Linked DNA regions of Mus musculus: regions 1 and 2 are each linked to region 3. A link is a contact called in public HiChIP or PLAC-seq and promoter capture Hi-C data. All regions are on one chromosome and are shown on one strand. Each heading gives the region's core, a stretch centred on a gene start, on an enhancer-like site or on the middle of the called end of the contact. The rest is flanking DNA. Distances are from core to core; before and after follow the strand shown. Region 1 holds the start of A930007A09Rik (RIKEN cDNA A930007A09 gene). Region 2 overlaps Pdxdc1 (pyridoxal-dependent decarboxylase domain containing 1). Region 3 holds the start of Ntan1 (N-terminal Asn amidase).

What was found. HiChIP or PLAC-seq counts read pairs in DNA pulled down with a chosen protein or histone mark. Capture Hi-C pulls out chosen DNA fragments and counts their contacts.
Region 1: a promoter capture Hi-C map of liver shows a contact between it and region 3. The contact joins the promoter of A930007A09Rik here to the promoter of Ntan1 in region 3. A contact is called at or near these places in 4 of 39 promoter capture datasets (embryonic stem cells, fetal liver, frontonasal cranial neural crest and 1 more), 10 of 484 Hi-C or Micro-C datasets (CD4 T cells, CD8 T cells, bone marrow-derived macrophages and 6 more), 9 of 115 datasets of contacts at active chromatin or transcription factors (the SCID.adh cell line, effector CD8 T cells, embryonic stem cells and 3 more) and 3 of 9 other capture datasets (adipose tissue, liver and pancreatic islet).
Region 2: a contact with region 3 is called in an H3K4me3 HiChIP or PLAC-seq map of intestinal villus epithelium, with 11 read pairs. The contact joins the enhancer-like site here to the promoter of Ntan1 in region 3. A contact is called at or near these places in 1 of 39 promoter capture datasets (liver), 2 of 15 datasets of contacts at CTCF or cohesin (CD8 T cells and the NIH/3T3 cell line), 8 of 484 Hi-C or Micro-C datasets (the CH12 cell line, DN3 thymocytes, Sertoli cells and 5 more), 10 of 115 datasets of contacts at active chromatin or transcription factors (the SCID.adh cell line, bone marrow-derived macrophages, embryonic stem cells and 5 more) and 3 of 9 other capture datasets (adipose tissue, liver and pancreatic islet).

The regions. Positions count from the first base shown.
Region 1 is chr16:13,753,312-13,757,512 of GRCm38.p6, forward strand. A930007A09Rik (RIKEN cDNA A930007A09 gene) reads left to right here and starts at 1,253. Exons shown (of 1, transcript NM_001357954.1): 1 at 1,253-4,201. The coding sequence starts at 1,333. The coding sequence ends at 3,243.
Region 2 is chr16:13,881,408-13,885,736 of GRCm38.p6, forward strand. Pdxdc1 (pyridoxal-dependent decarboxylase domain containing 1) reads right to left here. Exons shown (of 23, transcript NM_053181.3): 3 at 3,159-3,224; 4 at 471-551. Among named protein-coding and RNA genes, the nearest start is that of Pdxdc1, 20 kb to the right of the region's middle. Within about 2 kb of position 2,159, at least 33 of the 459 cell types and tissues checked have an H3K27ac peak or open chromatin away from gene starts, as enhancers often do. A contact at or near this core is called in intestinal villus epithelium and pancreatic cancer cells, where this site is marked.
Region 3 is chr16:13,817,522-13,821,419 of GRCm38.p6, forward strand. Ntan1 (N-terminal Asn amidase) reads left to right here and starts at 1,730. Exons shown (of 10, transcript NM_010946.4): 1 at 1,730-1,915. The coding sequence starts at 1,835.

The sequences.
Region 1 (4,201 bases), core at 3-2,502, 65 kb before region 3:
TTATACTTTATTAACTTTTTATTCTTTGACAATTTTATACATAGATTTCTTGATTATATCCACTTCCAACTTCCTGGACACACCTTCAGGTCTTTTTATTTTCATCCATTCATTTTGACACAGGGTCTCACAGTATAGTCCTGGTTGGCCTGGAATTCTCAAGTTAGGACAGGCTGACTTCCAACTCAGAGATCTGCTTGCTTCTGCTTGTTGAGTGCTAGGACTAAAGTCCTGCACTATCATGTCTGACCTTTTTAAAAACATTTTAATAGGGGCTGGTGAGATGGCTCAGCGGTTAAGAGCACTGACTGCTTTTCCAAAGGTCCTGAGTTCAAATCCCAGCAACCACATGGTGGCTCACAAACCATATGTAACAAGATCTGACACCCTCTTCTGGAATGTCGGAAGACAGCAACAGTGTATATAATAAATAAATAAATCTTTTAAAAAAAACACTTTAATAACCCTCTGATTCCAATTTGTATTGCTTGAATGCTCAGGCCAAGTAGGGACAACCTATCATTCTTTATTCCTTTATAATTTTCTATCTATACGTTTGAAAATGCTTAAGAGTAGTTTTCTCCAAGTATAGTGGCGTGTGCCTATAGGCCTAAGTAAATGTGGCCTGAACTACAGGCCTAAATCTATTTAAAATGTACCAAATGTTTTAAAATCCATCAAACACACACATAAAGGTCAACCTTTTTCTCCTTTCATCCTACCCTCTCCCTCCCAGCCTCTACAATACATGGTTGGTTGGCGGGGGTGGGGGGGGTGGGGGGGTGGGGGGGTGGGGTGGGGGGGGGGACGGACGGACGGACACGCGATGGGGTCTATTAGGTCCTTGGGCAAGTTTATCAACAGTCACCAGAGAAGATGGGAGTACAGACCTAACAACACTAGATGCTAACTGCACCTGAGGCCAAGAAGATTCTCGCCCCAGGTACCGCTAGTTTCATTGTCATAAATTCTACTTCTTTTTTTTTTTTTTTTCCATTTTTTATTAGGTATTTAGCTCATTTACATTTCCAATGCTATACCAAAAGTCCCCCATACCCACCCACCCCCACTCCCCTACCCATAAATTCTACTTCTTGATACACCTAAGGATCCCAGACTGAGAAAAGCTGCCCGGGCTAGCACTGGGCGCAAACGCAGAAGGTTCAGCAGGTCGTCGTGCGCACGCGCAGCTCCCTTGGCCCGCTCCAGTTTCCTGGTGTGGAGCAGAATGCCGCTTCCCGCCCCGCCCCTTGCGTTGCCATGGAGAGTGTCTAAAGCCCGCCTGTGGCAGCGCCCTGGGCCTGGTGTCCTCTGGCGGGGTTTGCGTGGAAGATGTTGAGCCTCTCGGAGCTTCCGCAAAAGAACACAGACTTGGCGGAGATGCAGTCCGGGCCCTTGGGTCGCTGCAGTCACTTTTTTTGGCTGGGCGTCGCCTTCGACGCGGTGGGTGTGGCAGTGCTGTTCACTGGCGTCTTCGCCAACTTGCTGTTCTACGACATGCTGCTCTATTTGGGTTCCATCATCATCTTCGTCAGTCTCCTGTGGTGGATCTCCTGGTACACCGGCAACATAGAGGCGCTCCCGGAAGACCCCTTGAGGGGGACTTCGCCCCGCGAGAGCGGGGTGCACCGTAGCGGCAGCCGTCGCTTCTCGCTGACCCTTAGGAGCGTCTCCGACACCTTTCAGCGGATTCGCCGGCGACGGCGGCGGCGACTCCACCCGCGGGTCGTCCAGCGGATCAGTAGCATCAGCTCTACGGACCCGGGGCAGCTAGAAAGGAACTGCGACGCCAGAACCTCGGGTGGCAGAGCGTTGTTCCGTTCAGCGAAGCCTGAGGCTGTTCTGAATCAGTTTAGCAGAGTCCAGACCTCTAAGAGCCTGCCTCTGGGCATTGTCCACACCGGTCTTTCCATTTGTACTTCTAGGAGTCAACCTGTCTTTTCAGTGACTTCGCAGACCTACCCTTTGGCGTCTGACAGCAATTCTCAGATGGCAATGTCCTCTGACAGCCATGTGTATTTGGACTCTCACTCTCAGGAGCACTCTAAAATCAGTGTGGCCTCTCAGATCTACCCTCTGGAACGAGAAGAAAGTCAGAGCCACCTCTTGGTGATCCCTGACAGTTTATCTATGGTACCCGTGACCTCTCAAAGCCAAATCCTGCCCTCTGTATCTTCTGAAAGCTGTGTGCCTTTGGGCCCTCACTCTCAGGGGCGCTCTAAGATCAGTGTGGCCACTCAGATCTACCCTCTGGAACGAGAAGAAAGCCAGAGCCACTTCTTGGTGATCCCTGACAGTTTATCTATGGTACCTGTGACCTCTCAGAGCCAAATCCTGCCCTCTGTATCTTCTGAAAGCTGTGTGCCTTTGGGCCCTCACTCTCAGGGGCGCTCTAAGATCAGTGTGGCCTCTAAGATCTACCCTCTGGAACGAGAAGAAAGCCAGAGCCATCTCTTGGTGATCCCTGACAGTTTATCTATGGTACCTGTGACCTCTCAGAGCCAAATCCTGCCCTCTGTATCTTCTGAAAGCTGTGTGCCTTTGGGCCCTCACTCTCAGGGGCGCTCTAAGATCAGTGTGGCCACTCAGATCTACCCTCTGGAACGAGAAGAAAGCCAGAGCCACTTCTTGGTGATCCCTGACAGTTTATCTATGGTACCTGTGACCTCTCAAAGCCAAATCCTGCCCTCTGTATCTTCTGAAAGCTGTGTGCCTTTGGGCCCTCACTCTCAGGGGCGCTCTAAGATCAGTGTGGCCTCTAAGATCTACCCTCTGGAACGAGAAGAAAGCCAGAGCCATCTCTTGGTGATCCCTGACAGTTTATCTATGGTACCTGTGACCTCTCAGAGCCAAATCCTGCCCTCTGTATCTTCTGAAAGCTGTGTGCCTTTGGGCCCCCACTCTCAGGGGCGCTCTAAGATCAGTGTGGCCTCTCAGATCTACCCTCTGGAACAGGAAGAAAGCCAGAGCCACTTCCTAGTGCCCATGCCCTCTGACAGTTTCCCCGTGGTACCCATGACCTCTCAGAGCCAAATCCAGGGATCTCTGGCCCAACAAAGCCATCTCCAGAATCTTCCTCTTGCCTCTCAAACTCCTGAAACTGATAAAGCTTCTAAGAGCCATACTTTGGCCAAGGGGGTTCCTGGGGTGCCACCTGGGTCTGCCCAGACTCAGCACCCGCAGGCCTCTTTAGCCCAGACTTCTCAGATTTCTTCACCTGTCCGGAAGGTTCCTAAGAACTAAAGTGCTGAAGCTTTGGAGACTCTCCCAGCACCCAGCTTGAAACTAACTCAGGAGCAACCTGACTCTTCATTGCCTGTCTTTAAGGCCACCCATTCAGACTCTCAGTAGTGTGACAGTTCTGGAAACCCTTCAGCTTTGGGGATAGTGAGGAAAAGTCACCCTTTCTAATAGGACTCAGACACCAGCCATTTGAATGTCTGCTAAGACCTTTGCCAAGTAAGTGGCTTGGAAGAAAAGTTACCAACATTATTATCCTTTTTATTGTTAGTGTTCTGGTGGCTTTCTCAATTCCTGTAGTGGGAGCAAAGTGGCCTTGGACTTCAGGGATTAGCGATTTTGATGATTTTTTGAGACCAGCTCTTTGAGTAGTTGAGACCTAAGGCTTTGACTACTTTATTGAATAATGAAACCTTTCGTTGTGTTTAAAATTAGAGGAGGGAGCCAGGGGAATATTATTCTTTTAGGAAGCTATAAGATCTGGAGATAGGTGGAGGATTTAGATTCTGTAAGGGTTCTCTTGGAAGAAGACAGCATTCATTTGTACAGGGACATAACGCCAAATGACATTGGGGAAGTTATTTCTTTTCAATATATTTGATTTTTGTAGAGAGGCTATCTTTTATTGGAGGCAGTGCCTTCCAAATGCCCCTTTAAGACCCCTTTAAAGCTTCAAGGCAAAACCTATTCCCAGCTAGACATTAATAATCTTCATATTCATACACTTTTCAGTGAGTCACTTCTACTTAATGCCAAGTGATATTAATTTCCTGTTTGCAACAGTGATAGTTGCTGTTTAAATATATCATCTAAATAAAACGTTTTGTACAATGTAAAGGTAAGCTTTGAATGCATAAGAAAAGTTGGGTGACTCTAAAGTGAAAATGTGGGACCTGAGCTAGCTAATTTACTTTCTCTTCTCCTCTTTCTCTTTCCTCTCCCCTCTCCTCTTCTCTTTCTT
Region 2 (4,329 bases), core at 909-3,408, 64 kb after region 3:
ACTTAACTGTAGTAAATTCTTAGCAAGCTAAAGCAAAATAGAAAAGCATATGGGACATCAGTCCCTCCAGTGGCTCTTCATAAGACCTAATACTATAAAAGTGCCAGGATCTACTTTTAGAATACACACACACACACACACACATATATATATATACACACATACATACATATATATGTAACTTTTAATGAAATTAATTACTCTTAATGAAGTTTCTTTCTTGAGCCACTCAAGAACAAGTCAAGAACAGACTTTCATTTTTTTTGTTTCATTTTGTTTTGTTTTTTTGAGACATGGTTTCTCTCTGTAGCTTTGGCTGTCCTGGAACTTGCTCTGTAGACCAGGTTTGCCTCAAACTCACAGAAATCCACCTGCCTCTGCTTTCTGAGTCCTAGGATTAAAAGCATGAACCATCACCACCCTGCCAAGAACAGACTTTCAAAGGCAAGTTGCCAGCATTCCTTCATTACCGGGTGCTCTGGGGCTCCTCATCTTCATCTCCATGCATCAGATTTTGAACTAACTGGAGGATGCTCACCATATCTTGTCCACTGCAGAACAAAAAGGGTAGGTGGGTACAAAGAACACACAGCCCCCTCCCCTTCTCCAACCAGTTCTCTCATTCAAATTAACTTGAAGGGATTTTTTTTTCTTATTGTTGTTTTTTCTTTTTAAACATTTGGTAGCTTGCTTAAAAGACAACGAATATTTAGAAACAGGTTATATATTTTTAAAAACCTTCAAATTATATAACTTTACTTATGATTCTTTGATCCAAATTTATTTGATTTTTGAAAGTATTTCCAATATTGCTCTAGCCATATTTCTATAATAGATCATTTCATTCTTGAAGAGGAGAGAATTTTTAACAAGTTATATTTTAAGAGCCAGTCTTCTTAAGAATGCTAAAAGGTTATAAAACCAACAAAAACCCTGACGACACAGGTATATCAATCTTATTTTCTTCCTGGGGAATCTTGTCCAATTGAAACAATAGCCTTAAACATGTAATTTCTTTCCAACTCTTTTTCGAGACAGGGTTTCTCTGTATAGTCCTGGCTGATCCTGGAACTCACTCTGTAGACCAGGCTGGCCTCGAGCTCAGAAATCCACCTGCTTCTGCCTCCCGAGTGCTGGGATTAAAGGCGTGCGCCACCACGCCCGGCTCCAACTCTTTTTCTAAAAATTTATTTATTTACTTTTATTAGACATTTTCGTGATATACATTTTAAATGGTATCCCAAGTTGGAAAATTTGAGACTTGCTTAGAGGATAGACTGCTTGACTTCTATACAAGATATGCTGTTAACTGTTCATTATATACAGAAGGAAAATGTCACTGACTAAAACAGTATGAAGTGGCAAGGCAATATGTGGTGCATAAAATGTAAAAATATTCTACTAATAAGAAAGTGAGTGGCCAGTGGTGGTGGCACACAGTTTTTAATCCCAGCACTCAGGAAGCAGAGACAGGTGGATCTCTGAGTTCGAGGCCTGGACAGCCAGAGGTATCCAGAGAAACCCTGTCTCAAACAAACAAACAAACAAACCCTGATAAAAAGAACAGAAGCATTGAAGGAATACAGTGGGGAGTAGTAGAGAGCTTGTCTAACATGTATGAACTCTAAGTTCAATCTCTAGGACCACAAAAATAGTAGTAAAAAAAAAAAAGAAACACGATCAAAATAATGCTCCAAACTCATCTCTGAAAAGGTGCTAACCTGCACATGAAGTGTTCTGATCCTTTAACACTGAAAGAGGAAAAGGCAGGGGAAAAAGCTGAAGCAACTTTGCTACTCTCCTTGTGATCTGAGTTAGAGACCCAAAGTGCCAGAGCCCATGCATTACAGAACAGGGTGGAGATAGTTTGTGCCTGTAAAGCACTTCCTAGCCTCATATGCTAGACATTAGTGTGATTAAATATAAACACTCCTGAACACTGCTAAAAAGTGTTTAACGTGCTGTTAAACACTTTCAGCTCTTCTCGGGAGATTGAGATACTTTTGTGTAATTAGGAGAATAAACAAGTCCTTGTCCAGTTACAGCTGGAACAGAAGACAGGATCTGCTTCCTGTTCTGAGTGGTTAGAAAGTACTACAGGATTTCAAATCAGCAGGATTCATGCTGCAAGCAGGAAGGACACAAAGCATTCGTACCTGGGTGTGCTAGGCTTGATATTTACTTTATGGTGTGATACTTCCTCAATGCTTTTCTTGTACAGCTTATATTCAGGTCAAAGAACAATTTAAGGGAGTTGTACTGTTAACCTAAGTGTAGTTTCCTGGTTATAAAAGAAAAATTGTTTGCCTCAAGGAAGTTGAGCTAGGACTTTAATTATAGACTGTCTACTAACTTTCTGTGAAAATGACAGCCAGCTATTTCTTTTTCACTAATTGATAAATTTGCTTTAGCCTCAAACAAATTAATCATTCCAGCAATGATTAAAGCTGACATTTTCCTTTCATTTACTATATTATTTTTGTTGTTTGTTTGCTCTTGTTGTTTTTCTTTTCTCTCCCTCTCCTTTCTTTCTTCCTTTTTCTTTTTTTTTTTTTTTTCTTTTTTTTTTTGAAACAGGGAATCTCTATGTAATCCTAGCTTTCTTGAAACTCCCAATGTAGACAAGGCTGGCTTTCAACTCATGAGTTCTGCCTGTCTCTGTCTCCTGGGTGCTGGGATTAAATGCATACACCACTGTGCCCTACTCATTTACTGTATTATAAAAATTATAAACTGTACCAAACTAAAATATTTCTTACAATAAAACTCAGTCTACAGGAGAGATTACAGGTTTCAAGAATGATCTACTTTGCTATCCCGTTAGAATTATGAATTCACTAATGGCTTTTGATCACGGGTTATAGTTCTGAAAGGAGACCAGGTATGGTGGGACATGTCTGTAATCGAAAACTCAGAAGAATAAGGCCAGACAACTGCTACCAGTTGAAGGTAAGCTAACAACAAAAGTTCTGGGAGAGAAAGAAACTAGTAAGTTCCCCACTATCACCTACCAGCCAGTTCTCTAGTACTCTACTGAGTAACTACTTCAATTAACTTGGTACTCATTCAGAATAAACTTATAAGAAAGTAACTGTAAATTTTTGGGTTAAGAAACATTTATACCCTAACTAAAGGTACTGGTTCTCACTGGCACCTACCTGCCTTGGAGTGGCCCTGGAATATCCTCAGATACTGGCTTCTTTCCATTTTCCTCCTCTGTTCTTCTGGTTTAAAGGAAAGGAAAAGTTGACTGTATGTTTTAACCAATAAAGTTTCTAACATATGAACATGCGAACACGTGACTTTACCTAGAACAATCAGTGACTGATGGAAGATTTCAAACCCATTTATTTCATTTCCTTAGATCCCAAATACACTTGAGAGTTTCAAGAAAAGAATAAAAAAAAAAAAAAAACAACCACTTCAAACAGCTGCTTTATCAGTTGGTTCCCTATGGGATTGAACCTACACTAAGAAGTATTTAAATAGCTTCCAGTCTGGGCCAGTGCCCTGAGCAGACCTTGGGTTCGAACTCTGAAGCTAGTCCCACAACACCCAGAGAAAGATCTACTCCCAGGCGCTTTAACACTCCCAGGATCACAGCCTGACCCAGGCACTCAGGAACTCCACTGGACCAGTGGCACAGGTTCTTTCCAGTCTGTCTGGACCAACACCATAACACCCAGAGGAAGCTCCACTCCCAGGTGCTCTAACACGCCCAGGATCCCAGGATCCCAAGATCCCAGGAGCATGGTCACACCAGGACCTCAGGGTCCCAGAGGCAGCTTGACTCCCAGGAACTCTGACACACCCAGGATCTCAGGATCACAGAGACAGCTGAACTCTGAGGAGTTCTGACATAATCAAGATCACAGGAAGGACAGGCTCTAGTCAGACACAGCGAAGGCAGGTAGCACTAGAGATAATCAGATGATGAGAGGCAACTTAAGAACTTAAGCAACAGAAACCAAGATTACTTGGCATCATCAGAACCCAATTCTCCCACCATAGCAAGTCCTGGATACACCATCACACTGGAAAAGCAAGATTCGGATCTAAAGTCACTTCTCATCATGATGATAGAGGACTTTAAGAAGGTCATAAATAACTCCCTTAAAGAAATACAGGAGAACACAGGTAAACAGCTAGAAGCCCTTAAAGAGGAAACACAAAAATCCCTTAAAGAATTACAGAAAAACACAATCAAACAGGCGAAGGAATTGAACAAAAACCATTCAAGATCAAAAAATGGAAATAGAAACAATAAAGAAATCACAAAGGGAGACAACCCTGGAAATAGAAAACCTAGGAAAGAGATCAGGAGTCATA
Region 3 (3,898 bases), core at 480-2,979:
GAGAATTGTAGCTGGGCGTGGTGGCGCACGCCTTTAATCCCAGCACTCGGGAGGCAGAGGCAGGCGAGTTCGAGGCCACCCTGGTCTACAGAGTGAGTTCCAGGACAGCCAGGGCTATACAGAGAAACCCTGTCTCGACAAACAAAGAGAGAAAATAAATATTAAGGAGATAAAAGAAAATCAAAGAAATGTGAATTTCTCTAGGAATCTCCTGCTGGAAGAAGGCAATGGCACCATTCTGAAGGGGAACTTGTCTCCAGAAGAGATCTCAATGAGACCTAAAAAAACTTGTCAGACCACAGAATGAGACTAAAGCCTAAATAATGATGGGTAGGATCCAAACCAGCAGAAATAAGGGCCTCAAACCGGATTTATCTGGCAACCGGATTTCTCTCTCCCTCTCTCTCTCTCTCTCTCTCTCTCTCTCTCTCTCTCTCTCTCTCCCTCCCTCTCTCTCTCCCTCTCCCTCTCCCTCCCTCTCCCTCTCCCCTCTCCCCTCTCCCCTCTCCCCTCTCCCCTCTCCCCTCTCTCTCTCCTCTCTCCTCTCTCCCTCCCAAGTGCTGGGATTAAAGGCATGCGCCACCACTCCACCACTGCCCGACTGTATTTCTTTATCTCATGCTAGTCTCCATAACATTAACCACGCGGAGAAAACAAGATTTATTCCAAGCAGCTCCTCAATAGCTGAGGAGTTAAATGATCTGTTAACCTCTTAAGATAATCTGGCTACCTCCCACCCATGACCCCAATTCTTATCGTCAGGTTCTTTGGGCTTCGTGTGTTTTCATGATCTTGCTCCAGACTCTTTCCTCATTGCTCCAGTTCATCCTCCTAGCCTATCTGAAACTTATGAAATATAAAGCTCCGGGATAATGCGGTGGGCGGGCCCATGTCAAGGTATCCCCCTGAGGAATCACACCTTGAGACAGATCAAATATAAAGATGAAATGAATAGGGATATAGAAAGGGGCAGAAGCGGAGGACAAAGAGAGGGAAGAGAGGCTGCCTGAGAACACATGGGAATAGAGAGTGAAAGAACTGGGGTAGTGACTCCTCTGTATGCTGGTGCTGCTGTCACACTTGCCTTGCACCTGGCGGGCAGCGGGCAATGACACAAGCTGTTGCTGGGTAGCTCTTGGCCTGAGCCTGGTGGAATTGTACACCAATAGAAACTCCCGCTCTCCTTCCCTGTGGTCCCTGCGTCAGACCCCAAGCCCCTCCTACTTCTCTTCTGCCCAGCTGCAGGCTGTAGGCACCTTCATTAACCAATCCGGGATAACTGGGGGGTGGGGGGTGAGGGGGAGGAGTTATATAACAAAAGCAGGTATATGTGAGGACCCTGTTTCTTCCGCGCTTACGCCCCCGCGGTGCTAGCTGGGGCCGCAATTCTCGGGTTCCCCACGCCTTCTGCACTACGTCTGCCAGCTGAAAGGGACGTTGACTGAATAAACTTTTGCGAATCAACTCGGCCGAGGCAGGGGTCAGGGCTGGGTGACGCAAAGCGCGAGGCTACCCTCGAGGTTCTCCTTTCCGCGTCCTTAATGCTCAAGTCTCTGCGACTACAGCTGCTGGCACCAGCCAGGAGGGACACGGGTAGTGAGTGGACGCCGACAAAGTTTGGACTACATCTCCCGTGATGCCTTGCAGCCCAAGGGCTATTCCGTCTCCTCGATCTCTTCGGGCTGCTCCACGTCCGCCTGGACTACACATCCGGGCCGAGTCCGCGGTGGGCGCGGCGCCCACGGTGGGCGTGGCATGCCCCGAGGCGGGGCGAAGCGGAGCGGGGCGGGGCGGGGCGGTGGCCACCTAACTCGGCCTGGCGGCGGCCTAGACGATGCCACTGCTGGTGGATGGGCAGCGCGTCCGTCTGCCACGGTCCGCTGTGGAGCTGGTCCGGGCGCACCCGCCTCTGGAGGTGAGCGACCTACCCGGGCTTTCGGGGCGGATGGGAACTCCGCAGCCCGGCCGCCGACGCGCTTTCACTAGGGACCTGGTGAGACGAGGCCCAGAGAGGTTAAGGTGACTTACGGAAGGTCGCACAGCGCGTACACAGCGCGAGGACACTCGGCGGGCTCTGCAAGTCGGGGCGCTCGTGCGGATCCCCGCATTACCCAGCTGCAGAAAGGTGTGGGCGGGGGTCCCAGTTCTTTGCGCGCTCATTCCTGCCCCCCAGGGCGTAGAGGGGCGCGGATTATTTTTTAGCTAGAAATAAGGGATTCGTTTGGAAGTTGCTGGGTCCGGGAGGACTGCTCCCTGATGGAGTCTTGTTCTTTCCTTGTGGGGACTTCTGAAAGAGGGCTCATAGTGAAGGCAGTGATGACCAAGTATCCCACATACTAATTTGGACTCAGCCCGTCCATGGATCTCACATAGTACAGTCTAGGACGGGACCTGTTTCCTAATCAGTTATAGCCTTGAAGGAAAGATGCCCACGTTCCCTCTGAGAGGTGAAGCACTGCGTCTCTGTGGAGTTTGTGGTTCTGTCTGCTTACTTGCTTTGTCTTCCCCTGGATCTGCTTCCTGGAGCAAATGCTTCCTGAAAGCAGATGGCATTGTGCTAACCGAATATTTGTTGGGTAAGTGAATGGGCAGAATGACCCCTGAGAACTACGGGACAGGGAGACTGACTGTTAATTTGAATTTCAAGACAGCCTGATCCTAATACTGGCTCCTACAAATCGGGCTAGGCACTGTACACTGTGTCGATGAAGCCAGAAATAACACAAGAAAAGTTCCAGCACTTCAAGGATTTAGGAGCCTCTCTCCTGTGTCTGAAACTTGTAGTTTTAGTGGCCACGCAGCACATTACATGAGGCAGAGACGAGGTGATGTAGGGTGGTGTCTCCGGAAGCAAGGGTTTGGTTTATTTAGGGAGACGCAGCCCAGAAAGGATGCAGAGTGGAGAGTTGGTTTTCAAGAGCAGGGAAGTGGGGCCAAGGAGGCCCCCAGTGAGGAGGGCAAAGAGGGCTGCACATAGAGGCCAGGGGAACAGTTGGAGTGAGGACTTCAGGCCCACTTGCCTTAGGGGATGATGTGAAGGCTCCGTAGAGGAAAGTAGAAAATCAGGTCCTTGGTCACAACCATTCTTCTAAGTTTTGGTTCAATTTTGTTTTTGAGACAGGATTTCTCTGTGGAGCCTTGGCTGTCCTGAACTTGTTCCGTAGACCATTCTGGCCTCAAACTCTGAGATCTACCTGCCTCTGCCTCCCCTACTTTATTTATATGCTAGGCAATCTTCTGTTTAAAAAGATTTGGGATAGGGTCTGTGTTGCTCTGGAGTCTCACTGTAGGCTGGCGTCTGGCTCTAAGAGCTCTTCTCTCTCCTTCATCCCACATGCTGGCGTTAAAGATGTGCACTAGCACATGCTGATCTTTCTGTACTTATCTGTGTGAATGTATGCGCACATAGGTGAGTGTGTATGTGTGTGCACAGGGAGGCCAGAAGGTGGCATCAAGCACCTGTCTCTCCACTGTGTGTAATTCCTTTGAGTCACGGTCTCTCCCTGAATATGTGTCTTAGCTAGGCTGGGATGGAGCAAGCCCTAGCCATCCTCTTGCCTCACGCACCTCAGAGTTGGGGTTACAGTCATGTGTGGGAGTCTTGGCTTGTGAGTGCTGGGACCCCACTTCTGGTAGGTTTCCCACAGCAGTTTTAACTACTGCAGCATCCTCTCTGTGTGAGCCCTGTCCTCCTTTTCTATTTCAGAGAGACAAGCTGACCGTGAATGCCTTGAGACCTCTTACTTCAGTGATACTGTGATTAGAGTTATTATCCAATGTGCCCATCATGATACATTAAAAAAAATTATTCTCAGCTGGGCGTGGTGGCGCACGCCTTTAATTTCAGCACTCAGGAGGAAGAGGCAGGCGGATTTCTGAAGTTTGAGGCCAGCCTGGT